Regions from separate parts of the Mus musculus genome. Here all the other regions are linked to region 5. A link is a contact called in public ChIA-PET and HiChIP or PLAC-seq data. All regions are on one chromosome and are shown on one strand. The core of a region is the stretch at or near the end of the contact, and the rest is flanking DNA. Distances in the headings are between cores, read along the strand shown.

What was found. ChIA-PET counts read pairs in DNA pulled down with a chosen protein or histone mark. HiChIP or PLAC-seq counts read pairs in DNA pulled down with a chosen protein or histone mark.
Region 1: a contact with region 5 is called in an H3K27ac HiChIP or PLAC-seq map of trophoblast stem cells, with 9 read pairs. The contact joins the enhancer-like site here to the promoter of Mafk in region 5. A contact is called at or near these places in 1 of 39 promoter capture datasets (stem cell-derived epiblast-like cells), 1 of 484 Hi-C or Micro-C datasets (bone marrow-derived macrophages), 4 of 115 datasets of contacts at active chromatin or transcription factors (embryonic hindbrain, embryonic stem cells, epiblast stem cells and 1 more) and 1 of 9 other capture datasets (embryonic stem cells).
Region 2: a contact with region 5 is called in an RNA polymerase II ChIA-PET map of memory CD8 T cells, with 35 read pairs. The contact joins the promoter of Chst12 here to the promoter of Mafk in region 5. A contact is called at or near these places in 2 of 39 promoter capture datasets (liver and pre-B cells), 5 of 484 Hi-C or Micro-C datasets (B cells, CD4 T cells, CD8 T cells and 2 more), 9 of 115 datasets of contacts at active chromatin or transcription factors (cardiomyocytes, double positive thymocytes, effector CD8 T cells and 6 more) and 3 of 9 other capture datasets (adipose tissue, liver and macrophages).
Region 3: a contact with region 5 is called in an H3K4me3 HiChIP or PLAC-seq map of embryonic forebrain, with 4 times the contacts expected there. The contact joins the promoter of Amz1 here to the promoter of Mafk in region 5. A contact is called at or near these places in 3 of 115 datasets of contacts at active chromatin or transcription factors (embryonic forebrain, epiblast stem cells and memory CD8 T cells).
Region 4: an H3K4me3 HiChIP or PLAC-seq map of embryonic forebrain shows a contact between it and region 5, with 4 times the contacts expected there. The contact joins the enhancer-like site here to the promoter of Mafk in region 5. A contact is called at or near these places in 4 of 115 datasets of contacts at active chromatin or transcription factors (astrocytes, bone marrow-derived macrophages, double positive thymocytes and 1 more) and 1 of 9 other capture datasets (embryonic stem cells).
Region 6: a contact with region 5 is called in an H3K4me3 HiChIP or PLAC-seq map of forebrain, with 5 times the contacts expected there. The contact joins the enhancer-like site here to the promoter of Mafk in region 5. A contact is called at or near these places in 5 of 115 datasets of contacts at active chromatin or transcription factors (astrocytes, embryonic forebrain, embryonic hindbrain and 2 more) and 1 of 9 other capture datasets (adipose tissue).
Region 7: an H3K27ac HiChIP or PLAC-seq map of double positive thymocytes shows a contact between it and region 5, with 7 times the contacts expected there. The contact joins the promoter of Ttyh3 here to the promoter of Mafk in region 5. A contact is called at or near these places in 3 of 39 promoter capture datasets (cranial neural crest, embryonic stem cells and maxillary cranial neural crest) and 11 of 115 datasets of contacts at active chromatin or transcription factors (the NIH/3T3 cell line, astrocytes, double positive thymocytes and 8 more).

Annotation. Positions count from the first base shown.
Region 1 is chr5:140,440,254-140,442,970 of GRCm38.p6, forward strand. Eif3b (eukaryotic translation initiation factor 3, subunit B) reads left to right here. Exons shown (of 19, transcript NM_133916.2): 15 at 733-858; 16 at 1,484-1,561; 17 at 1,871-1,979; 18 at 2,067-2,183; 19 at 2,621-2,717. The coding sequence ends at 2,170. Among named protein-coding and RNA genes, the nearest start is that of Gm4869, 3.8 kb to the right of the region's middle. Within about 2 kb of position 1,323, at least 14 of the 459 cell types and tissues checked have an H3K27ac peak or open chromatin away from gene starts, as enhancers often do. A contact at or near this core is called in trophoblast stem cells, where this site is marked.
Region 2 is chr5:140,504,247-140,506,946 of GRCm38.p6, forward strand. It overlaps Chst12 (carbohydrate sulfotransferase 12), which reads left to right and starts at 1,363. Exons shown (of 2, transcript NM_021528.3): 1 at 1,363-1,450. The region is part of intron 4 of Gm38728 (a long non-coding RNA gene); the gene reads right to left.
Region 3 is chr5:140,722,794-140,725,493 of GRCm38.p6, forward strand. It overlaps Amz1 (archaelysin family metallopeptidase 1), which reads left to right and starts at 1,334. Exons shown (of 8, transcript NM_173405.2): 1 at 1,334-1,375; 2 at 1,581-1,678.
Region 4 is chr5:140,582,805-140,585,504 of GRCm38.p6, forward strand. No RefSeq gene overlaps it. Among named protein-coding and RNA genes, the nearest start is that of Gm30603, 12 kb to the right of the region's middle. Within about 2 kb of position 1,422, at least 79 of the 459 cell types and tissues checked have an H3K27ac peak or open chromatin away from gene starts, as enhancers often do. A contact at or near this core is called in astrocytes, embryonic forebrain and embryonic stem cells, where this site is marked.
Region 5 is chr5:139,790,163-139,792,862 of GRCm38.p6, forward strand. It overlaps Mafk (v-maf musculoaponeurotic fibrosarcoma oncogene family, protein K (avian)), which reads left to right and starts at 1,374. Exons shown (of 3, transcript NM_010757.2): 1 at 1,374-1,550.
Region 6 is chr5:140,542,082-140,544,781 of GRCm38.p6, forward strand. The region is part of intron 2 of Gm42808 (a long non-coding RNA gene); the gene reads right to left. Among named protein-coding and RNA genes, the nearest start is that of Gm42808, 6.3 kb to the right of the region's middle. Within about 2 kb of position 1,335, at least 36 of the 459 cell types and tissues checked have an H3K27ac peak or open chromatin away from gene starts, as enhancers often do. A contact at or near this core is called in astrocytes and forebrain, where this site is marked.
Region 7 is chr5:140,647,584-140,650,283 of GRCm38.p6, forward strand. It overlaps Ttyh3 (tweety family member 3), which reads right to left and starts at 1,448. Exons shown (of 14, transcript NM_175274.5): 1 at 1,122-1,448. The coding sequence starts at 1,244.

The sequences.
Region 1 (2,717 bases), core at 73-2,572, 650 kb after region 5:
TGTTAAGTAGACAGTTGAACCAGTCCATGAAAACAAAACCTGTGAGCTCAGAGGGCTCCAGCTGATGAGATGTGACCCCTTGCTTCCCAGAGTCCTTGGGTAGTGTCTGGAATAGCACTCTATACTCAGGACAGGATGTGCTGTCTAGGACCCATCCCAACACTTATGTAGCACATTGTAGGACTGGCAATGTCAGTGCATAGCATAGCACCTGCCTGGGTTCCATCCCAGCATCTCCCACCCCCAAAAGGGCCGAGGGGAAGGAAGTGAGAGTCTTTAAAGCCTATGTGGGGCTGTTCCATTCAGTTCACAAAGCCCCTGAAGAGATGGTTGGCAGCAAGGAGCCCAGCATTTGAGTTGAGGCGGAGCTCCTGGGAGGCAGAGGCAGGCGGATTTCTGAGTTCGAGGCCAGCCTGGTCTACAGAGAGGGTTCCAGGACAGCCAGGGCTACACAGAGAGAATCTGTCTCTAGAATCTTGCGGAGAAAGCTAAGCTGAAGTTGCTGCTGTTCTCATTGGCACTGCTGTGAGAGTTTCTTGTCATAGACCAGTGGGTGACGAGCAGGCCCAGGATCCTTGCAGCATTGTTTGCTAGCCATCTTTTCTGCTGGAGGGGGAACACAGCCAGGTGCAGGTGTTTTTGTCCAGAGCTCAGGTTGGTGCTGTGGCTGCTAAGAGTAACGGTCCAGGGCAGCCTTGCACATTTTGCATGATGGTTCCCACTGCCCTCTAGGTGGACAATGCTTACTGGCTGTGGACCTTCCAAGGTCGCCTTCTGCAGAAGAACAACAAGGACCGCTTCTGCCAGCTGCTCTGGAGACCAAGGCCCCCAACACTCCTCAGCCAGGATCAGATAAAGGTCTGTGGTCCCTGCCTGGTTGGGGTAAGGGAACTGTTGTGGCACTGAAGGAAACCAAGCATTTGTCCTGTGACTGGACAGGGGCAGTCAATGGAGAGTGGAGGTAGGACGTGGAGAGGGCTCTGAAGAGATGCAGGGCCAATGAGACCTGACCCAAAGCCATGTTAGGTTAGGCAGTGCTTATAATCCCAGTAGGCTGAGGCAGGAGGATGGTGAGTTCTTTCCAGACTCTGACATATAGCAATAGGATGATCCTGCCTGTGTCCTCTGCTCCCCTCCCCTTGCACCTTCTTCCCCCCCACCCCCCCACCCCCCCACCCCCGACTTCAGAATACCCATGATAGTCTGTTTAAGCCAGACAGGCTATAAGCAAGTTCCAGTGGGATTGGAAGAGCTAAGAAGGGGTTATGTAATGGGATAGGTTTGTGGTATTAGGTCAGAGCTGGGAGTGACTCACCTTAGGAATCATCTCCATGAGGTGAGACTCGCCAGCTGGCCATGCTGGTGCCCTGGGGCTGAATCCTCTTAGTCCTGGAGGCTGTCACTGCACACTGGCATCTTTAAAGGCAGCAGTTGGGAATCTTGCTTTGAAGGCTCAATCCTGAGAGACTTGTCTTGGTTTCAGCAAATTAAAAAGGATCTGAAGAAGTACTCCAAGATCTTTGAGCAGAAGGATCGCTTGAGCCAGTCCAAAGCTTCAAAGGTGAGCCTGAGGGATGCTCACAGGAGCCTGATCTGGCTTGTTCTCCGGATGTGAAGGTGAACGAACTAGCAATGGGGAGCAGAAGGCCAGCACCCACAACACTGAGTGAAGGCTAGCTTTTTCTTGCAAGAAGCAGGGGGGAGTATGATTAGGAAGAGGAACGAGGGCCCCGCTTAAGGGAGGTTCTGTGGAAGGCTTGCCCAGTGCACAAGCACTGACATCTTCCAGACTTCTTCACCAGTGGTTGCTAGATATGGTGGGGTCATTGTCATTGAGCAAGAATGTCCTACAACCTTCCCTACCTGACAGGAACTGGTGGAAAGAAGGCGGACCATGATGGAGGACTTCCGGCAATACCGGAAAATGGCCCAGGAACTCTACATGAAGCAGAAGAACGAGCGTCTAGAGCTACGAGGAGGTAACCAAGCTTCTGGGCTTGTCTGCAAGTGCAGTGGTTCCCCGAGAGGCCGTGTCCCAGGGGTCAGTCTATTGTCTGTTCTCTCAGGGGTGGACACTGACGAGCTGGACAGCAACGTGGATGACTGGGAGGAAGAGACCATTGAGTTTTTTGTCACCGAGGAAGTCATTCCTCTGGGAAGTCAGGAGTGATCTCAGCACTGTGGTAAGATCTGTGAACAAGAAACTAGGAATGAGGGTCTGCTGACGAGCCCTGGCTGCTTGTTAGACCACCACATAGAGGACATCCCAGGAGGGTGGCAGTGCTGCTGCTAGTGGGTGCTAGGGAGCTTGGGGAGAAGCAGAGGCGGGCATGGCCATCTCCAGAGGTCAGGGACAGCACTGTCACCATGTTGATATTGTTGGTGCAGGACGGAGTGCCTACCTGCCTGCCTGCCTGCCTGCCTGCCTGCCTGCCTGCCTGCCTGCCTGCATGTGGTATTGCTTGGTACTGGGCTCCTTCAGGAACCATGAGAGAGAGGGTGGGGGGGGAGAGGGCGAGCGTGAGCGCTAAGCCTCTCATGGCATGGAGCCTGCTCAGTGAAGAGTCCGGCTGTGCTCCCTTGCTTTGTGTCTGACTAAATGGTGGTTCATCTGTTGCAGTGTCACCGTGCCGTGCCCAGGATCCGAGGCCACCCTTCACGGCGAGCCTCGTGCTGGGCTCTTACCTGTGCTTTCTTGCTCTGGACTGCGAGTGCAC
Region 2 (2,700 bases), core at 113-2,612, 710 kb after region 5:
ATGTTGGTGCTCTAGCTCCTAGTGCCTTAGAGATGACCTTATTTGGAGACTGAGCCAGGAGAATGGTAATGAAATGAGGTCATGGGATAGTCCTGATCTTGTCTGGCTGTGCCCTTATGAAAATGGAAATCTGGGCTGAAGTACGCAAAAGGGAGGTAAAGAGAAGGGCTGGAAGATGCTCCTGCAGGGCTCTCTGCAAGAACCAGCCTGCTTGCTACCTCAACTCCTGGCATCTGGCCTGCAGAACCCTAGGAAAAGAGCTGTCCATAGTTGAGGCTGGGTCTGTGTTACAGTTAGAGCAGCCTGAGCAGGTCACACGCACACATGGCAACCCAGGGGACTCAGCTGTAGGTTTTGAATCCTAGTTAGTAAGATGGGATCATCTGCCACCAGAATATAATAAATCTTCCTAGGTTCTGTCCTCTGCCATTCTGTGTCATACTGCTACAGAAAGAGGCTTCTAACCCTAGGCACTGGGAGAGCCCGTTGGCTCGGAACCAGTCCCCTGCTTTGGGAAGGCAGCTCAGTGCTGGGATGTTAAGTGTGCGTCACCACGCTAGCTTTCTTTTGCAGGTGCATGTGTGCACCTCATGTGTGATATGTGGGACTCAGAGGACAACCTCAGGCACCTTCCAACTTCTGTTTGAGACAGAGCTTCTCTTTTGTCTGAAACTTCACCATATAGAGAGGGCTAGGGAGCCAGCAAGCTCCAGACTCTCTCTCTGCCTCCCGGTCTTGCCATACAGGCAAGCACCACGGAGCCTGGCTCACGAGCATGGGCTGTTCACAGGTTCTGTGGATCTGACCACAGTTTCTCACCTTTGTGAGGCGAGCACCTCATTTACCCACTGAATCCTCTCCCCATACCTTGTTTGTTTGTTTGTTTGTTTGTTTTTGAGACAGGCTCTCATTAAGTACGGCTAACCTGGAACTTCCTATCCTACTGCCTCAGCCCCTCCCGTTCCTCCCTCCCCCCTGCCAAGTAGCTGCGGTGACAGCTTGCACCATGCCTGGCTCTCACTAAGAGCTTTACCTGCATGGTCTCTCTTAAGCCCCATAAACTCTGACAGGATTGTCAGCTTGCACAGCCCACGTTGCAAGTTCAAACTGCGAGACAGGCAACGCCCCTTGAGATCAGCCACGCCCCCACTCCGGATTGGTTGCTGCAAAAGGGGCGGGACGCTCAGGGATGGTGGGTGGGACCAATCTCTGGCCGTAAATAAGGTGCCACATGGCACTGGCTGGCGAGGGCAGGAACGGGGAGAAGTGCGCAAGCGCATCCAGAACGGGCGTAGTCCCGCTCGTTAGCTCTCGCGAGAGGATGGAGGGAGGTCTGCCTGGGGGCGGAGCCGCGCCTCGGGCGGGGCTGCTAGCGGGAGGAGGCGATTTCGGCTGCAGAATCAGCATCACCAGCAACAGCAGCAGCGGCGGTGACTGTGGCGGGCGCTAGGTGAGGAGCGCAGGCTCGAGCAGAGCGAGGGGTGCGTAGGAGTCCCGAGTCCTAGGGTGGGGCGATGGTCCATGGTTTGGCGATGCAGATTGGTACCTCCTTCTGCCTGGCTTAGGCAGCTCCCACGTGGTCCCGGGTTCGAATCCCAGTTCTGTCCAGCTGGCTGTGTAACCTTAGCCAAGCGTGCACCTTCTCTGAGCCATCTTCTTGTGCAGCCCTGCAGAATGCGTGGAGGAAGGTGTGGCCACTTGGCCGACCTCCTTTGCAGTAGTAGCGGCTGGCTCGGAGGTTGGGAAAACACCTTCCCAGTTTTGCCTCTGGCTGTTTGGGTGTCCAGGCGAGAAAGCAATTGTTCAGAGACTGTTGTGCTGCAGTGTCCCGGCCAGACCTTGCAGGAGGCTGTCTCCGAAGCCAGGTTTTGTACCGAGCAAGCACTGGCCCCACATCTCACCCCAGTCTACTGAGCATCCTCCTGCCCTGTGCATTGCTGCGGGTGCCCCCAGCAGCAGCCTCATGCCTGGTGGGCCACAGGAAGCCGCGCATTAGTGGCTAACAGTAGGACCTATCTTCTCTTTGGGCTTCTGGCCACGAAGACATCGCTGGCAGACCTTGGGTTCCTTCCGCACATCCGCCTAGCTGTCGCACAGAGAGCTGTAATGTTTGCACCCTTCTTAAATTATTTATTTTATAATCCCACGCTGCGCTGGGAGCCCCGGAATTGAGTGGGAATGTCACCCTCGGGGGAGAACGGGGCTGTGAGCCTTCCATTGCTGGGACAGCACCGTGTGGCTCCAGCCTAGGTAACATGAGTTAGGGCCCTGTTTCCGGGTGTGAAGGAGAGAAAAAAGATTGTTGGGAAACTGCTATGTGCTGGGTATGATACTGCAACTTCGCGAGTTGCCTAAGGTGGAGCGAGTTGCCTAAGGTGGAGCGTGGTGCCAGTTCTTGTGAGCTTAGGCAAGAAGATTGCTGTGAGTTTGAGGGCAGCCTGGGCCGCATAGTGAGGTTCAGGCCAGCCTGGGCTACAGGGTAAGACTCAGACTTAAAACAAAACAACACAAAAATTACAAAAGGGCCTGCCTGTACCTTCATGTTTAATTTCCTTGCTAGGATCTGGGGCTGAGCTTGCTTGTACCCGTATTGTCATGTCGCTTTCGTGGGTCTGCATCTTCAGTTTCCTGCTGTAAGGGCAAACCACCATATTGGGTGGAATGCTGGGAACCATGGGCCCTGGGTAGCTCAGGTCGTCC
Region 3 (2,700 bases), core at 84-2,583, 930 kb after region 5:
ATCCTCCTGATACGTTGTTGGGAAGAGCAGCCGGTCCCCTTAACCACCGATCGAGCTTCCCCACCTTGGCTTTTGAGACAAGGTCTTTCTCATTCAACTCTGTTTTCACCGGGTTGGTTAGACTGACCATCAGTGAGCTCTGTTGGACTCTGTACTGGGATCACATGGGGACCAAGCTTACAGCACCCTAGCCTTTGGGGGGTGGAGGGGGACAAGCTAGACTCCATTCAATCCACATTACAATGTAGCATCATCAGCCTAGAGTCCCCAGAGTCAGTGACGTTCAGTGACTTTGCCTCCCACCTTGCCCCGGGCTTCCCACTGACCAACCTCATTCTGCAAATATTCCTCCCTGTGTAACCGTTCGTCTCTTTAGTTTATAAATCAGTGTCCATGTGTGTGCGTGCACCACGTGTATTTAGATCTTCTGGAGGAGCAGTGGACCCTCAGCCTCTCTCCTGTTTCTCCACACTATCTTTTGAGACAGGCTCTCAACTGAACCTGGAGCTCCCAGGCTAGGTTGGCTGGCTTGTAAGCCCCAGGGATTTCTCCGCCCCTGCTTCCCCGGCTCTGGAATTATAAGGGCGTACTCCTGCATCTGCCTTTTATGTAGGTGCTACGAGGTCTGGATTTGAGTCCTCATGCCTATGTGGAAATCACTTTACAGACAGAACCATAGATCTGTCATCTTTTATTGTCCAAAATGAGCCAGGAGAGAGGCCTGGGCAGAAGGGTGAGAAAAGACTTCTGATAGGAGCCAGGCAAGGAACAGTGCAGGATGCGTGGAGTCAGGGAGAGGAGATGAGCAGGGTGCTGAGCGAGTGGTCGTCTAAGGGGTACCCAGCATCCCCTCCTGGTCTCAAGTCTCAAAGAAGATGGATGGAGGGCCTTGATTCTCAGAAGACTGTTAGCTGACCTCCCTAGGACAGGGCCTTCTGAGGGGATTTGGGGAAACTGAGTCAGCCCCAGACCTCATCCTCCGTAAACCTACATTATAGACAACACTGTAGCCCCAGCCATCATCAGCACGGAGTGATTATGCCAGGAGGTTTGTTGAATGACTGAATGACCTAAGTCTGCTCCTGTGCCAGGCAGCCTAGAACCCCCTTCATGAGGTGTAAGCCTAGGCCACTCGTGGGACACTCCCCTGTTTGTGCCAGAGGCGGAGGACACAGAGACCTCCCATCTCGCCCCCTCTGTGGGACCCTCTTCCCCACACACATCAGTTCCTGTCAGAGCCAAGATGTGTCGCCATGGAAACTGCTTGGCAAAGGCTGGCAGGCAGAGGCGGCCAGCAGCCGCTCACACTACCCAGCTCCTGGCGGCACCCGTTGAAGTGACACGAGCGTGCCTGGCGGTGTGTGGCATGTGTGCGGTAAGTGAGGGCTTGGGTAGGCACATAAGTGTTTGTGTGATGTGTGTCAGAGGTGGTCTGGGAGTGTGTGCTCTTGTGTGTGCATACATGTGCATGTGTGTCAACAGGGTGAACTGTGGCCGTATGCATGCGCTCTGGGTGTGATGGCTGCTGGGTGCGCACAGTGATGGGAAATAGAGGACTGATGGGGATGTGTGCACTACAGGCTGGGTGTCACTAGGTGAAGGACCAGACCAAGGTGCCCTGCAGTTGCTGTCCCCACCCTCGAAGTGGACCTCCTAGCCAAAGACAGCCACGGCTCAGGTAATTATCCGTCAGAAGGAGTGCATGACTGGAGGGCTTCTGGGAGGCGGCAGCTACTGGGAGTCAGGCAGGTGAAGGGGAGAAGAGCAGTTATCTAGGTACAGCCTGGAGTCTGGGAGTGATGAAGAAAGACTGGAAAAGAGGAGAGACAGCCAGTAGGGATGAATAAGGTTGGCTTGCACTCAAATTTTAAAAGGCCATCTTCCTAGAATGGGGGTGCCAGAAAAGGCACCCACAGAGGTGGCACATGGGGTGAGAGGACAAACGGCTGGGACAGACAGAGCCAGGTGGCTAGGAAGCTTTGATGCTCCAGGGACAAGATGGGGCTTTCTCGTGAGACTAAGGGACACCTGAGGATCTTGCTGTGCAGGAGGACTGGGCTTGAACGGAGAGAGGTCAGGTGGAGCCAGCTGTGCTGGGCAGTCGGGAGAAAAAAATATATATATATATGGAGGTTGACCAGATGTTTCAAAGTGAGTGCAAGCCTGTGGGTAGGGTAGAGGAGTGTCTGGGAGGCATGCAACTTCTGCAGTGTGAGAGCATATAAAGAGAAGTTTGGGTCCCCAGGGTCTTGTCCCCAGGATCTGAGGACAGTACCATGCTCTCCATGTGCTACTTGTTCTCTATCCTTGTAGCCCCCCACCCCAGCTCTTTTATCTATGTGGGGGATGAAGATACTTTGGTGACCCCACCCTCCAGGTGCCTAGAGCCACCAGAAGCCCCAGGGTGGGCTGTTCCCTGGCTCCCAGGCCCATGCTCTCCTGAAGGGAATGCCTGTGCCTCATCCTGCCCCCCCCCTTAGGGTGCATGGACTGCCAAGGTGACAGAGACAGATGTCACTGGGCATGTGGTGGACACGAGGAACAAACCTCCATTTGGGGGTCTTGCTCAGATCCCCCTCTCAGGTGTCTTCCCACACTGGGGGCTACCTGGATGCCACTGCAGGGGTCTGTTGCTGCCAGGCTGCGCCTTGGTTCCTTACAAGCCTGTCCAGGACAACCCTGTCTTCTGGGGGTTCCTTC
Region 4 (2,700 bases), core at 172-2,671, 790 kb after region 5:
ACGAGTCTACCATTGCCCTTGAGCCTCAGTTTCCCCACAAGGACACAGCTTCTGGCAGAGGGCCATGACCACAGCTTCCTGCTGGACAAACTGTCAGGGCTTCTTTTTCTCCCGTGGGAGCCTCTCCCCTCCCCCAACTCACGAAGGGAAGCATCCACCTAGAGGTCCCAACCCAGAGGCTACTACAGAGCCACCCTGGTTCTCCACACCTCAGATGCTCGGCTCTCTCCATGCAGAGACTGAGACTGACCCTGCCACTGCTGCAGCTCTCCCTGCCTTGCCTGGTGGCTTCCCAGAGCCAGGAGGGAGGGACACTGCCCGGAGATGCAGCCAGATGGCTGTAATCCTGCATCAACAGAGGCTTAGACACCTGCTTGGCTCCTTCCCTGTCACTCTGGCCTGCCCAAGCATTCCAGGGCATCTCAGTTTGCAAGGGGCTTTCCCCAGCGCCATAGTGGAGCCTCGGGGCTCTGTCCCTCCCCTGATGGTGTGAGCATCATGCAACCTCAGAATGAGGCTTCGAGGCCTGACCTGTTGCCATCCCCCAACATGGTCAGGGACTGGTCCCTCTTGTAAGTCCTGTGTGAGTGTTCTCCCTAGACACGCCTAGGGCCTGACATGGCAGTTTGGAGAGACCTGCCTGAGTAGAATAGGAAATCTGAAAGAAATCAGAAATGCTACCAAATGCCTGAACTACATTAGAGGGTAGGGGGGGCTTGGGAAAGGTTTCTGTGAGGCAGGGTGGACCAGGGCTGGGCTGGGCTGGGCTGGGGGAGGGTTCCAGATGGGGGCTGGGCAGAAGGAACAGGTGTGAGGAGGCAGAGGGGAGGGGAGCCATCTGGGTGGAAGAGGAGAGCAACTAAGCTACAAGGCCAGCCTCCTGTGTCGACAGAGGCTGGAGCCAGAGGCACAGCGGGGCCTGGGGCTGGCGACAGAACTGAGAAGGAAGGGACACCCTCAAAGTCCTTAGGGTAAGGTTGGCTTTGGGGTAGCAGTACAGATTGTCCATCTCATTATAGTATCTCCATTTACAGGTCTCTCACCTCCAGAGCCCACCCACTGCCCTCCCCAGGACCCTCACCAATCCCATGTTTTGTGGGTCCCATAAAGCCTGGGCTGCCCACGCTGTCCACGTACAGAGTAACAACCCACTCCCACCCCCCAGGACACATGGCTGAGCCCTGGGCAGTGTGGGAATGTGGGCCAGGCAAGAAGGTAAGACTCACTCTTCCCTCTGTCCCTGCACCTGCCCGGTCACCTCCCACACCCTCAGCTCCAAAGCCCATATTTCCATGTGAATGGCCGCCCTCAGCCTGCTAAGCTGGTTAACAAGCCCCCAGCCCCACAGAGGCAGACAGAGGGTGTTAACACAGGCCTATTGTCCCAGCTCGGGCTCCAGGTTGCCATGGCACCTGCCAGGCCTCTGGGCTTGGACTAATCCTTTCTCTGGGCCTTTCACTGCCCTGGTCCCACCCCCCCAGGCTGGTCTCTGTGACTTGGCTGTGCCCAACAAGGCTAGTTTCTCTGCTGAGGTCAGGAGAGGCCATAAGTCTAACCCCCAGGGCCCCTGGCCCCAGCTCTTTGTCCCTGGCATTGTCCCTGTGTCCCTAGCCCTCCAGTTCTCTGGGAACTACAGTGGCTTGGCGGGAATTGGACTCAGCCAGGTGGTCAGTTTTTCCTATTGTGGAGAAGAGTCCTCAGTCCTGATCTCTCTGGCCTGCCCTCTGCTCTTCGGGTATGCCAGACAAGTACTACACCCACTGAGCTAAACTCCCAGCCAGCCCCCTTTCTAAGTTTTTGTTGTTTGTTTGTTTGCTTGTTTTTTTGTGACAGGGTGTCATTATGTAACTCAGGCTATTCTTAGATCTACGATGTCCCTGCTGGGCTTGCAGGTCAGCACCACCTTTTAGAGACCTCCAGAGTCACTTGCCAACAGTCCCTCTAGAATACCAACTCCACTGGGCCAGAAGGTCCAAGACCAAGGGTGCAATAGGTCCTTAGAGGGTGTGGTCCCTGTGTTGTAGGATGGGATCCATGGACAGAGGCACCAAGGGGAGGCCGAGCTCTCTCTCTAGACTGGCTTGACCTCTCCAGGGAAACTCAACTTTCTATCTCCCTATCTCCCTCAGAACCATGAGTCTGAGCATGAAAGACATCTGCCCTCTCTCCTCCTCTTCCACCCCCAGAAGATGGAGGCCCAGGATCTAGGATTCCAGACCAGTACATCACTGAAACGCAGCTTCTCAAATGGTTTCCACACTGACTCCTTTCTCAAATTACAAAGCTTGAGACATCTTTACATGATCTCAGATAGCTACATACATTAAAAACAAGTCCACAAACCAAACGCTCACCATAAATCAGAAAGACATTTACTTTAAAACAATTCTTTGGTATACACAGGACCCTGCAGTTTATTAAGGAACAAGGGAGGAAGAGATGACTCAGTAAAATGTTGGCCGTACAAGCACGAGGACATGAGTTCAGATCCCCTGAACCCATTTGAAAAGCAGCCATGGTGGAGTGTGCTTATAACCCCAGCCTTGGTGTTTAGGGTGTACACGAGTGACAGGGGGACTCCTGAAGCTTATTGGTCAGTCGTCCTGGCAAATCAATGAGCCCCAAGTTCAACCGGAGAGCTCCTCTCAAAAAAAATCAAGATGGAAGCCAGTCGGTGGCAGCACACACCTTTGACCACTG
Region 5 (2,700 bases), core at 124-2,623:
CTGTCTGTTGTGGTTTGAATATGTTAGGCCCAGGAAGTGGCACTATTAGGAGGTATGGCCTTGTTGGAATAGGTGTCTCACTGTGGGTGTGGGCTTTAAGACCCTCATCCTTACTGCTTGGAAGTCAGTCTTCCTAGCAGCCTTCAGATGAAGATGTAGAACTCTCAGCTCTGCCTGCACCATGACTGCCTGGATGCTACCATGATCCTTGATGATAATGGACTAAACCTCTGAACCTATAAGGCAGCCCTAACTAAATGTTGTCCTTATAAGAGTTACCTTGGTCGTGGTGACTATTCACAGCAGTAAAAACCTAACTAAGACACTATCCATTGCTTACAGGGAGAGGGAGAGGGGGGAGGGGGAGGGGAGGGGGAGGGGGAGAGGGAGAGGGAGGGAGGAGAGGGAGGGAGGAGAGGGAGAAGGGGGGAGGGGGAGGGGGAGGGGGAGGGGCAGGCTTAGGTGAAGGCACTTAGGGTGAAGGCAGAAGGATTAAGAGCTTCAAGACAGTGCCAGTGAGGTGGCTCAGTGGGTAAAGGTACCAAGTCTGAGTTCAATTTTCGGAACCCAAAAGTGGAAAGAAAAAACAGATTCCCTAAAGTTGCCCTCTGACTTCCACACATTCGTGGTAGTGTGTGCACACCAATCCACATACATATGAACACACATATAAATAAGTAAAAAAAAAAAATAAAGTTTTATAAGTGTTCCAGGCCACTCTGAGCTGCACAGTGAGACCTTACCTCTGTCTCAGATATAAATCAAAAGGTCATGGTATGGGTCAGAAGAGGATGCTACATACATATCTCTTTCTCCTTTGTAGGGTGCATCTGCCTTGCTGATTATGTGGTGTAACTGAGCCACTTCGCCACCTTGACGTGGGCTTGGTGTTAGGTCCAGAACATGGTCACTAGCCAGTTGGCCTCTATTCTCTCTGCCAAGACCCGGGGAGGCTCCAGCAGCCTCAGGATCACAGTGAGTAGCATAGACGACAGTGGGTGACATAGAGACATAATGCCCAGGCTGAAAGTTCAAGGAAACGTGGGGTCCATACCCAGTGTGCGTCACGCTCGCCTGACACCCCCTACCTTGGGAAAGGAGCACAGACCCCGCCCCGGGTGTGTTGGGGATGGACAGGGCCAGGAGCTCAGCAATGAGACAACTGCACGTGGAAGCATGTAGGAGGACCCAGGGACTGGGGCAGCGAGGGGCGTGGCCATCAGGGGCGTGGTGCCGACGCGCGGCCAGAGAGGGCGTGGTTTTGGTGAGCGAAGAAGCGTGAGCAACAGGGGCGTGATCACTAGGGGCGTGGCCATCGCGGGGGCGGGGCGGTGACGCGCTTCGACGCGCGATCCCGGAAGCGGTGTCAGTACTGGGGAGCCGGCGGCGGGCGGCGGGTGGCAGGGACTTGTTGTTCTTCGCCGAGTCGGAACGAGAAGTCCGAAGCGCGCAGGCGGAGACGGCGACTAAGGGGAGCGCGAGAGCAGAAGCGCTTGTGAAGAGTGCGTGTCCGCAAGGAGCCGCCGCGCCCGGCCCCGCGCGCGACCCGGGTGAGTGAGGGGCTTCGGGAACTGGGTAGGGGAACCCAGAGTTCGTGCACCTGCGGGAGGAGCACCCCGAAGGCCGCGGGACCCAGCCTGGGCCTCGAGCACGTGCCACGCGGGACCTAGCTCAAGGCCCACACGGGACCCACCACGTGCGGGAGAGTGGCACCCGGGAGCCGTGCGCACCTGGCCATTTCCGTCGGCGTAGAATTCGCCCCCACCTCGCCCCCGGCCGGGACCCCGAAAGGGCCTGAGTAACTGGTGTCACTTTCTAATCAGCTGACCGGCCAGCGGTGCCGGATGTGGAAGCTGTGGGTGGGGAGCGAGGCAGGTGACCGTCTTGGCCAGCCTATCGCTTCCGTCACTTTCTTCAGGTGTGGTCTGGGGCCAAGGTCCCATCCAACTCTGAAGTGCGAGGTTCCCTAGTAGGGTGAGCGGATAGGCGTGTTAAGAGTGTGCATGTTTACGAGCGTGCGGCGAGAAATCAGAAGCAAAAACTCTAGCAAATTACAGGTGAAGAAAGCCTCGTGGGTCCTAGGTGCCTAGATTAGATCTCTTTGGGGGAGATAGACTCCTCTTCTGGTATCCTTGAGATAACAGCCACTCCAGCCTCCTAGAACTTGCCCCGTAAGAACGCAGTCGGTATTTGGGAGGTGAGGCTGCTTGGTGCTCTTGTTTCTCTAGGGAAGTTAGTCTGAGCCTCGCTTTTCACACAGCTCTCATTGCTAACACAGATGCACTTTAACAGTTCGCCTTCCAATTGATGGACAGGCACTCAGTACACTCAGTCCTCAAAAGCTAGCTTGTGTCTCAGCTGGTAGGTAGTTCACCCCTTCCACTCCTGTGGAGTCACTAAAATTAGCCCTGGGACCCCAGAGGTTGGCACTGCTGAGGTCATACTGTGGCAGCAACATTTCAGAAGGTATCTGGTGGAGTGCACGTGGGTACTTTGATGCTTTGAGCTGGTGTTTTAGGGCCAGGTAACTTCTTTCAAAGGTGTTGGTCTAAAGCCATTATGTTATGGTGGCACATGCTTGTACTCCTAGCACATGGGAGTCTGAGGCAGGAAGATCTTGAGTTTAAGGTTAGCCTGGATTGCTTAGCTAGTTCAAGACCAGCCTTAGTTACATAGCGAGACACTGTCACACAAAACCAA
Region 6 (2,700 bases), core at 85-2,584, 750 kb after region 5:
CTGGTTGAGATTCAACCAGTGAAGAGACAGAGGGCCTGGAAGATTCCTCAGGGACCATTCAGTCTGAGCCACACAGGGCCAGACCCCATAGCGTTCTATGCATAAGACCACATGGCCCATGGAGGCCTCCCAAGAGAAACCTGGGTGGGTTAGGAGGAAGACAAGAGCAAGAGGATCAGTGGCCTGTCTGGATGGATGGGGAGGGACTGGGAAGAGTGTCAATCAAGTAACGAGGACAAGCAGAAGCCACAGGTGGGCTTTCACGTAGGGCAGCCTCTGTCCAGTTCCTGCTGGCACTGAGGGCGAACACCTTTCTTCCCCAGGCCTCAGTTTCCTCATTGTACTGGCTGGTTTGTGTGTCACCTTGACACAAGCTGGAGTTATCACAGAGAAAGGAGCCTCCCTTGAGGAAATGCCTCCATGAGATCCAGCTGTAAGGCATTTTCTCAATTAGTGATCAAGGAGGAAAGGCCCATTATGGGTGGGGCCATCCCTGGACTGGTGGTCTTGGGTTCTATAAGAGAGCAAGCTGAGCAAGCCAGGGGAAGCAAGCCAGTAAGAAACATCCCTCCATGGCCTCTGCATCAGCTCCTGCTTCCTGACCTACCTGAGTTCCAGTCCTGACTTCCTTTGGTGATGAACAGCAGTGTGGAAGTGTAAGCCAAATAAACCCTTTCCTCCCCAACTTGCATCTTGGTCATGATGTTTTGTGCAGGGATACAGACCCTAAATAAGACATCCATCTACCAGGTCACTGTTCCAGGACCACTGGATCCTAGTGCGTGGGAAAATACTCCCTTCCATCCCGTGGCCTGAGACACCACTGTGGCAATGCCAGCCTGGGCTCTTGGGTGCTTGCCACACACTGGCAGGGAGACAATGGCCACCTCTGAGCTGAATGTGGGTGGTAGTATCCATGGTGAGGGGCTGCCCAAGCAGCAGTGCCAACTACCCATCCAGGGTCAGCCAGGCTGTGGCCCTGGGGACAGCTTTGTCTCCTAAGCTGGACCTGAGCCCATGACAGGCTCTGAATGGCTGGCTGTCAGCATGGCAGAGTTCACAGAGAAGGAAGGGGCTCTTGGCTGCAGAGATGCTGGCCGGAGGGAGAAGAATTGAACAGCTTTGCGGGGTCTTCAAGGCACAAACACAGACAGGGGCATCCAGCCTGGGTCACTGACTGTCAGTGTACCCTCCACCTCCTGACACATCATGGTTCTGCCTGCCGATTCCCCACCCCCACCCCTGATTCTGCCCCTCTGTAAAGACGAAGCCTAGTGTGCTCTCAGGAGGACGTGGCCCCCATTTCCAAGTTCCGGGATGTTCTAGGCAGTTGGCCAGAGCACAATGGGTCCCTCTGGCCTCCCCTGAACTGTCAAGGTCTGGATTCTGCTCCATCCGGCCACTGGCTGTGCCCACTTCCCACTCCCTACCTCTCCCCAAGACTGGCAGGAACTCAGCTAGAGCACAGAGTGGCAACCCATCCCCAGTGGAGGGTCTCAGTGTCCTCCCCAAAATATTTGCAAAACCTCTTCATAACTCATTTATAAGAGGACAGGTTAAGAGGAAGCTGTAGAGGGGCTCAGTAGTTAAGAAAACTGGCTGCTGTTGCAGAGACTGAGGTTTAGCTCCCAGAATCCACCTGGTGGCTCACAGCCATTTCTAACTCCAGTTTCAGGGGATCTGACACTGGTCTCTGGTCTCTTTGGGCACTAGGCACACAAGGAATGCACAGACTTAGGTGTAAACAAAGCGCTCATACACATAAAATAACAATGAATAAATCTTTTTTAATTAGGGGCTTAGGATGGGACTCAGTTGGTAGAGGACCACATAAACCAGGAGCGGTGGCAGAGACAGAAAGTTTAGAAATACAAGGCCATTCCATGCTACCTATGACTGTTGATGTCAGCAAAGGCTGCTGATGTCAGCAAAGGTCCTGTCTCTGAAATGAAAGAAAAGTGGGCCAAGGAGATGGCTCAGTGAGAAACTGCTGGCTGCACAAACTTGAGGAACTGAGTTCAAATCCCCAGCAGCCACCCACAGAAAACTGGCTGTGATTCCATGCATAATCCAGCACACCCGGTGGAGGGGGGTGAAGGGACAAGAGAGACAGAGACAGGCGAATCCTTAGAAGTTTACAAGCCACCTATTCTGCTGTGTGTGCAGCAGAAAATCTGAGACCCTGTCACAAGCAAGGTGAAGGGCAAGTTCAGATACCCGAGGCTGCCCTCTGACCGTCACATGGGCCAGGATATTTATGCCCCCGTGCTCATACACAAAATTGCTCTCTCTCTCTCTCTCTCTCTCTCTCTCTCTCTCTCTCTCTCTCTCTCTCTCTCACACACACACACACACATACACACACACAAATAAAAAAAAACTCTTTCTCTAAAGTATGTATTTTTCCAATTAAAGTCACTGAAATCGTCACTGAAATATCTGAGAACGTACAGGAAACAGGCTGCCGTGATTCTGACAAAACAGACCCTGCCAGGGCTGCAGTGCGAGCCTTCCTATCTGAGGAGGTCCACACATGCATGGAGCTTGTTATGGGTTGAATTGAAAATGATATCTTTTAGGAGCCAGGGAGTCCTTCCACTACATGGGTCCCAGGGATTGAACTCAGATATTCAGGACTGGTGGCAAGCTCCTTTTCCTACTGAGCCATCTCGCTGGCCCCTACTACTACTCTTTCTCTTC
Region 7 (2,700 bases), core at 198-2,697, 860 kb after region 5:
AACAATACCATCACACAGTAAGAAAACCACACGTGTCCCTCCACCTCACCCGGGCCTGGTCTTCCCCACAAAATCCCCAGGTGAGGTCCTGGGTCCCGGGTGCATCTCCTTGCTGTCTTTCAGGACTCAGGTTTTGCTCTACCCCTCACACCTGTTCTAATCTGCTCAGGAACACCATCAGCTACTGGAGCTGGGGTCAGGTAGGCAGAGAGTGGGAGCAGGGACAGTCCTGTGTTCTCTCACCCTCAACTTCAGTAAGATGAGGATGGCGGCAGAGATATTTGGCACAGCCCCAGGAGTACTTGATTCCCAGGCTACTGTCTGTCCCAGGAGCCGCCGGAGAGAAACTGTGAGGTGCTTAGTGACCAAGTGGGCTGATCATTCTTTTTTTTCTGGAATCTGGAGCAGGAAGGAAAAGCCCACAGCCCTAGTCCCCCTGCTCTGCACTCAAATGACAGTGGTTCAGTAGTGGGGGTGGTGCTGGGACTTGGCAGGACGCCAGACTTAGGGCTTCGCAGGGAGAGGGCTGCCAAGTGCCCCATGGCCCCCAGCCCAGACGGAGGCCCACTCACCCCACTTCAGCCAGGCCTCATTTTCCACCCTGGGTAGAGAGACTGCTGGCACCCTGGTTTCCCACAACCACACGACACCCTGTGTACATCCCACAGCCTGACCGTGAAGCAAGGGGTCATTAGCAGCCACAGAAGGCTGGCGATGGCCCAGGCTCCTCACCCACCAACAGTCTGGCAAAGGGATTCCCTAGCTGGGGAAAGAGAACGAGGAATACCCTCCTGCCTGAACCCAGGGATCCAGCCTTGGCTAGCGGGGGCTCTGCTGGGGAGAAGCTGACTGCCCAAAGGATGAAGACGGGCCTACCAGGAACCCATAGGATCAGAAGAGGGTCTATCAGGGGAGGGAGGCAGCTCCGTCAATCCGGATCGGAGGCCCTGGTGACACAGAGGGGCTGAACACCTTCCAGGGGGTGTTCGACATTAATCCCTGGAAAGGTTATCAGTGAACGGGAGGCGACTCCTAGAATGAAAGGGGATGGGGAAGCTCCAGCTCCTTGGGAGGGGCCATGACCCGGGGCCCCTGACCCCGCACCCGGGGGCGCGCGTCACCTGCTGGTAGTCGGCGTCCTCGGGCCGGAATTGGCTGCTGGTGGCCTCCCACCGCAGGTCGAAGTGCGGCAGCCGGTGCAGGAGGCTCACCCACCAGGGCGCCGCGTAGCTGACCCCGGCCATGGCGGGCGGGCGGCCACGGGCGCTGCGCCGGGCTTCCCTCGCTGCCGGATGCACGGGGCTCAGGGACCCGCCGACCCCTGCTCAGCTGCCCTCATCGTGCCCGCTTCCAGGGGCCCTGGCCCGGCCCGGCTCGGCCCGGCTCGGCCCGGCTCGGCTGCGCTCGGCTCCGCTCGGCCGCCCGCGCCCGCCGCCTCTTTGTTCACCGCCGCTGCCGCCGCCCCCTCCGCGCACCCGCCCGCTCGCCTTCAGGCTCCACCCCCACACCGCCATAGGCCCACCGCCCTCAGGCCCCACCCCAACCGCCCTCCCGGACATTCGGCCCCGCCCCACACAATGCTATTGGTCGGCACCACGCAGACCCCGCCCATACCAGGGCAGTCTCTGCCTCCGGACTGCCATTGGCATTTCTCCCATAGGCCCTGCCCCCTGCGTTACCATTGGTCTTTTTGCCTACACCTCTCGGTTTAGGCAGGACCCTCAACCTCTTCAGCCATTTCTTCCCTGTAGACCACGAAGGCTGGAATCCAAAGCTCACGTGTAGCATCCTCTCCGACCCATGCCTTTGCTCTCTGGTTTGATCCGGTTTCCACGCAGCCCTCATAAGGACCTGCCAGGGAACCAGTGACCTGTCTCTAGGATGGACATGATCTGCATTCGGGAGCTGCAGCTGTGTGCTCTTGGGCGAATGACTTAGCCTCTCGGTATCAGTGTTGTAGTCTGAGAAAAGGCGTTGCGGAGATAAACCGAGTGTGAAGTGCTCAGAACAAAGCCTGGCGCATAAGCCATAAAGCCGCGTGTAAGGCGATAATGGGCAGATAGATTGAATACCCACCTGCTTTAATTTCAGTTATGGAACCAGGGCCTTACGCATGCAAGCCAGGCACTCTACCACCGACCTAAATCCCCAATCCCCTGTTTTACTTTTTCTGTCGCGGGATCTCTGTAAATTGCTCAGCCTAGCCTCAAACTTGGCAGTCCTCTTGCTTCAGCCTCCCAGGTACTGGGATAACAGGCCTGAACCGCCGCACCTCACTTGCTTGCATCATTCTAAAGATGCAAAAGGAAGATGTAAAGAAAGTTCCCTGTATCCCATCTTGGAAACTAGGCTACTGGTCAGGACACAGCCTATAGAAAGGTCATGGGGGCAGGGGGGCAGTTCTTGCTTCTCCCCGGGTGGAGCGAACATATCCACTTGGCTCTGTGCACTCACAACCCTGGGGCCTTATGTTCTTAGAAACTAGACACATGCAGCTTCTCCATCGGCTAGGTAGCCTCACTCCTCAGCTGGACAGTGGCTTCCTGACAGACCTGTCTTTCAGTTCATGCAACTGCCTGAGGCATCTCCTTCCTTGCACTCTGGCCCGAGGGCAGGGGCCCTTTACAGAGCTGTGGGTTTCAATGTTCTGGATGGCTGGAGGAAGCTACCTAGCTGGGAATCAGCCTGCAGCGATAGGTA